Linked DNA regions of Zea mays: region 1 is linked to region 2. Evidence: chromatin contacts called from public Hi-C data. All regions are on one chromosome and are shown on one strand. The core of a region is the stretch at or near the end of the contact, and the rest is flanking DNA. Distances in the headings are between cores, read along the strand shown. Region 1 holds the start of LOC100285743 (ubiquitin family protein). Region 2 holds the start of LOC778437 (high affinity nitrate transporter).

Region 1 (2,700 bases), core at 178-2,677, 290 kb after region 2:
GGGAATCGTGCGACGCCATGTGGCCGGCCCTCCGGCGCGAGAATAACGGGCGTCGCCGAAGCATGCAAGGTGTTCGACGAGGCCTCTTCGTCTCTGCAATTACACGGCGCTCCGCCGGCCCATGGCCGGTCCCGTCCGCGATTGATGCTCGCACGTGCAGCAATCAGATTGTTTTATTAATTTGGGCATCTTGCGCCGACTCAGATTGTTCGGACTTATCATCACCATCTGGCCGAGGCAATAGAATAGAAGCAGCCATCAGTACTAATTTTAATCGTAGTACTGCAGTTTCCTTGCCTGCCGGCCATGCTGTTTGTTGGGAAAAAAAATTCTTTGCATCTAGAATATAAATAATCTCTTTTAGAGTCCCTCACATTCACTAATTGATGGTCCATATAAATAGAAAAAATATTAAAGAGTTAAGTTGCAAATTTTAATATGTTTTTGTGGGTCTATAAGTGGTGGACGGGAGGAGCTGTTTGGATACGGTTCGTATAGATTTTTTTTCCCTGTTTCTTGAACAGTGAACACGCATGCAGGATGAATTACCATCCCACAGCCCACAGGGGATTGTCAGTAGCTTATAGCTTTTGGAGCGGGCGGTGCAAATTAATTAATTAACGCATACTACTATACGAATATGCAAAGCGAGCTAGGAAGGACCAAGTTGGAAATGAAATGAGTGAGCACAGAGGCCCCCACCCATGCCCACCTTAACCACCCTCGGACGGAGCCACCAGAATTTGATCCAAACGAAACGCACACTTAACTTCGGCCCTACTCAAAACACGCACGCACTGTGCAACGTACACCACTCCTCCCTCCCCGTCGTCGTCGTCGTCGTCTTCTTTCCTTGCGTTCAAAACAACGGCCATAACCAATCGCGCGCGGGGCCGGAGAGGGGCCCTAAGCTACAACTAAAACAAGAAAACTAGCGGTGGCCGGCGCGGCCAGGCCAGGCCCAGGCCATCATGGCAAGGCAAACCGTCAACCGACCACGCCCCGATCAATCATCCTCCGCCTGCTCTTGGCCTATGGCCTCCAACTCCAACTCCTCCTACCACCCGCCATCGTCCGAGGAGGCTCTCTCCTCGTCTCGTCATCTTCGGCGACAAGGAACACTCCCCATGTGCATGCAATGCGAAGCAGTAGTACTGTAATGGCAACATGCTTGTCCTCGTCCGTGTTTTCTTATTAATGAATTCTGGGGCCCTACGCTCTGTTGCATTGCATTGCATGCCTGCCTGCCAGCCCTGCCTTGACGATGGACTCGGCCGGTCCTGGACTTTAAACACACGCACGCTTCTAGTTCTAGAGCCAGCCTGCCAGGACCAGCCTTGTGCAGTTGTGCCGCAACTCCCTCCAGTCCCCTCGTCGCCCTCCTCGTCCTATATATATTAACACCCCAGCCTTGGCACCACACGTCCACACCACAGAGCCTGAAATCGGCTACACACACGCGAATTGAACCAGCCGCTAGCCCCGCGCCTTTTGCGGCCATGATCAAGCTGAGCTACTCCAAGAGGCTCTTCAAGAGGATCTCCTCCACGTCCAATAAGCAGCAGGCGGCCGCTTCCGGCGGCGGCGGTGACAATGGCAGCGCGGCCGCGGCCGGCGGAGGAGGCGCCCGGGAGATCGAGTGGGAGGTGCGGCCGGGAGGGATGCTGGTGCAGAAGAGGGACGGGAGGGGCGGCCGGGAGACGGTCGCCGTCAGGGTTTCCACCGGCTTCTCCTGGCATGATGTGTCCATCGGAGCCACCTCCACTTTTGGTGAGCAGAGCACACTCTTCTCTCCGTTTCTTTTTCTTTTTCTCTCTCTGTTTGATGAGTGGCTTTCTTTTGCGGTTGCTGGTGGATTAGCAGCACTAGTAGTACGGTTTCTTGGAACTTGGTTTCACATGGTTCCTTCTTGGAACTTTCCATCATTTTATACCGAGCTTTCTTCCCCTGCACTGCATCCTTGCGTAGGAGAAAATAAAATGTGCGTAGGAAATGTCCAGTTTTTTTTCCCTCCCTCCAATCCTCCTCGTCAGTGAATGCAGAGTAGTACGTAGTTGGTTGCTAGTCGTTGAGTGCAGTTAATAAAGAACGGAAGCAGCGCCCTTGCTCTCAAGTCTGAACTGTCCAGTACAGCAGCATCCCTGCATTTGGCATTTCCTATGCACAGCACAGTGCGTGCAATGGAGTATGCACAGCACAGCTCTGCTCCCAAATTTCCATTTACTCCTCTGACGATGACACGATGACTGGTGGTCATCAAAAAAAAAAAAAAAACTCTGATGGTCACAGCGCCGCATCTTCCTCAGAAGTCAGAACTACAGTACTTCACAGTATCTGTAGCAGCACCAAATGCTGAAGCCGAGTCATAACTTTGGTAGCTGCGATGTACAAATGTGAAAATAATAATAAAATATTTATTATAGTCGCCAGCTCATACAGTATGCCTTATTAAGACTAGCTCCAACAAGGGACCCTAAAGGGTTCTGTACCCTAAATATAGAGGATCGAATGGTCCTCTACGCCCTCCAGCAGCGTCCTCTAAACGATCCTCTAAATTTAGAGAACGCTGCTGGATTCTCTATATATAGAGTTTCTCTAAACGATCCTCTATCCATTTGAATACTTTAAATAACCGGTTTACCAAAACTAAAATATGTACAATACATTTGAGAGTATGACAAATACGTATGTATAAAAAAT
Region 2 (2,700 bases), core at 157-2,656:
GGCGAACAGCTCAGAGGATAGAGCATTGAATCTTGCAGGTCAATGACACATGCTCTACCATTTTATCGAAAGATGTAGCTTAATAGAGTGGTAAACGCTTAGATGAGGAGGCGGATTTTATGCTATTGTTTACTTAAATCGAAGAGAGACGCTGGGCTGGCCTTTTCAATGATTACTGCAAAATAAACTAGAAATAAATAAATTTGTAATAAGTGGGCAATATAATCCACTTTCGAGCAGACTATATATATTTTGAGCCCCTCCATTCGTAATCGAAAACCGGATCAGCAGAGAAACTTAAGTTATTATTTGGTAATTTTGACGCACACACTGCAGAAAAGTAACTTACATGATACACCAAAATAGTCGCGCGCACCAATGAATCAGCAACGACAGCCACTCATCGCCGCCGACGATTTACATGTATGCATGTATGGCGCGCAGCCGCAACTCGTTCTACTTGTTCTTCTTGCGGGTCTCGATGACGAAGAAGAAGGCGAGCGCGACGACGGAGAAGGCCGAGAAGACGCCGGCGGCGATCTTGAGAGAGGCGTGGATGCCGGTGATGCCGGCGACGTCGAAGGCGGCGGTGGGCGCCGTCTGGCCGTAGGCCACCTCGGCGCCCGACGCGTCCGTGGCGAAGGCGCGCAGGTAGTAGGAGCCCGAGGGGACGTCGCGGGCGACGGCGTACTGGAAGCTGCCGGGCGCCGCCGCCGCGTACGCCTGCTCGGTGACCTTGAACTGGCACGCCTTGTCCTTGCTGATGTCGTCCTCGGACTTGCGCCACCCGCGGTCCTTCTGGCTCGCCGGCGCGTAGCACAGCTTCACCTTCACGCCCTTGTACCCGGCGTCGGCGCCGGCCGGCTCCGTGGCGTTCAGGCTCCACGTCACCGTCAGCGAGTCCACGCCGGCGTGCAGGACTGCGAGAAGCATATATTTTATGGCAATCGTGTGTATTTTAATCAGCTAGCTCCTTGATTGTGAATGAACAAATCTAAAGGGGGGTTTCAAACATAGAGAAGAATAGGACTATGAATTAACCGAGCAAGTAATCAAAGTGCTAATCCTTTGGCTATGACTATGAGCCGGGCCGGAACGCGCGCGCACCTTGGCCGGGTTTGGCGGAGGTGGTGACGTCGAGCGCTTTGGGCAGCGAGGAGAGGTGCACCCCCGCGGCGGCCGGCGACGGCAGGGAGGCGGCGAAGAGAAGCGCCGCCAGCACACACAAGGCCTGCACGCTTTGCTGCCGAGCCATCGCTGCGGTACGTACGTACGTGCTCCGGTCCGGCCGCCGGTCGTCCCTTGCTATCACCAAGCGCTATAGCTCGGCGGTGTCCGTCTGGCCCACACTGGCTGTTGGTCGTCGTCGACCGGAGACACGACACGAGGCGAGGGATCTGAGCTCGGGGTTGTGGCTTGTGGGTTGGAGGACTAGTACGGACATGGCCGCGAACATATATAGGCGCGTGGCGGGGGTTGAAGGATGGCGGAGCGGGTAGTTGACTTTGCGGCCGTGTCGGCCTATGAGCGAGGAGTACGACTGCCAATCAAGTGATCAAAAGTCAGAGCTTTACGAAGCCAGGGGCAGCAACTTCATTTGCTCGTAGAGGGGCCCCAAAGGTTCCCGGGCGTTTGGGATGCGGCAACTGCGGCCGACTCCGCCCTGCGAATCTGCGAACCGGCTGGCAGGGGGCGAATGCCGGCGCCGGTGCTGGTGATGCCGAACTGCCGAGGCCTGCCGCGTACGGACGCGTCGTAAGTATCTGTCAGGGGGAATGGGTCGTTGGTAACTAGCGATAGGGAACAGGGTCATGTGACCCTTAGCGCAGATTAAGGGCTACGAGGTGCAGCGTTTGTTTGACTCGCCTCTAGCACAAGAAAGAATTAGCGAGAAGGCGCACGGCTTATCAACCAGCAGAGGCAGAGCACATGTCATGACAGTGATAGGAAGGCTAGCCCGAGCTAGCGATCCCTTGATTTGTTCGTCAGACCAGACATGTGTATATAGCTACGCCAACTGGTGAATAAACAAAAAGAGAGCACCGGATTATTGAGGGGATGATGCCGTCTCTAGGCATTGTTAAATCCCGAGTACCCTTTCATTGCTAGCTGCTGGACTTGGCGTCACTGCTAGCATCTTCTGCTCGTCAGCACCTCGCCTTTGATGTGGCCTTCCCCCCCCCCCCCCCCCCCCCCCCCCCCTTTTTTTAGTGAAACTGGCTCACCGTTGCGTTGAAATCTATCGCTGAGCACAACAAAACAATTCCCCTGGTGTACCGCATGAGTACATTCCTCCTCAATTATAAATTCCCCTCTTCTACAGGTGTTCAAATGAATTAGGACAGTATCGGTACCGTACAGATTAGCCAACGGGCCAACCCTTAGTCTTGGCCCACGAGAAAGACCTAGGTACGGCCTGCTAGACCAGTAATTATAATGTGTCATCTCACTGGCCCGTCACACTCGACGTGCCTAGAAGGCCCATATCGTTTAAATAAAAATAAAATAAAAATGTGTATATGTATGATTTAAACCATAGTTGCTAGCTTTAAAGAGTTATTTAAACACATCTAACCAACATAACACACATACCTTTTGTTTTTTTACATTATACTAACTATAATATAGATATATGCATGACAAAAAGGGACATGTTGGGCTATCCCGTTGTGGCACACCTGTGGCCTAAGTGTGACCCGA

Evidence for each region. Hi-C and Micro-C count contacts between places; a contact is called where the count stands out from the background.
Region 1: a Hi-C map of leaf shows a contact between it and region 2, with 7 times the contacts expected there. The contact joins the promoter of LOC100285743 here to the promoter of LOC778437 in region 2. A contact is called at or near these places in 2 of 25 Hi-C or Micro-C datasets (leaf and tassel).

The regions. Positions count from the first base shown.
Region 1 is chr5:184,726,240-184,728,939 of Zm-B73-REFERENCE-NAM-5.0, forward strand. It overlaps LOC100285743 (ubiquitin family protein), which reads left to right and starts at 1,428. Exons shown (of 2, transcript NM_001158634.2): 1 at 1,428-1,770. The coding sequence starts at 1,500.
Region 2 is chr5:184,432,492-184,435,191 of Zm-B73-REFERENCE-NAM-5.0, forward strand. It overlaps LOC778437 (high affinity nitrate transporter), which reads right to left and starts at 1,407. Exons shown (of 2, transcript NM_001112459.2): 1 at 1,108-1,407; 2 at 290-920. The coding sequence starts at 1,255. The coding sequence ends at 457.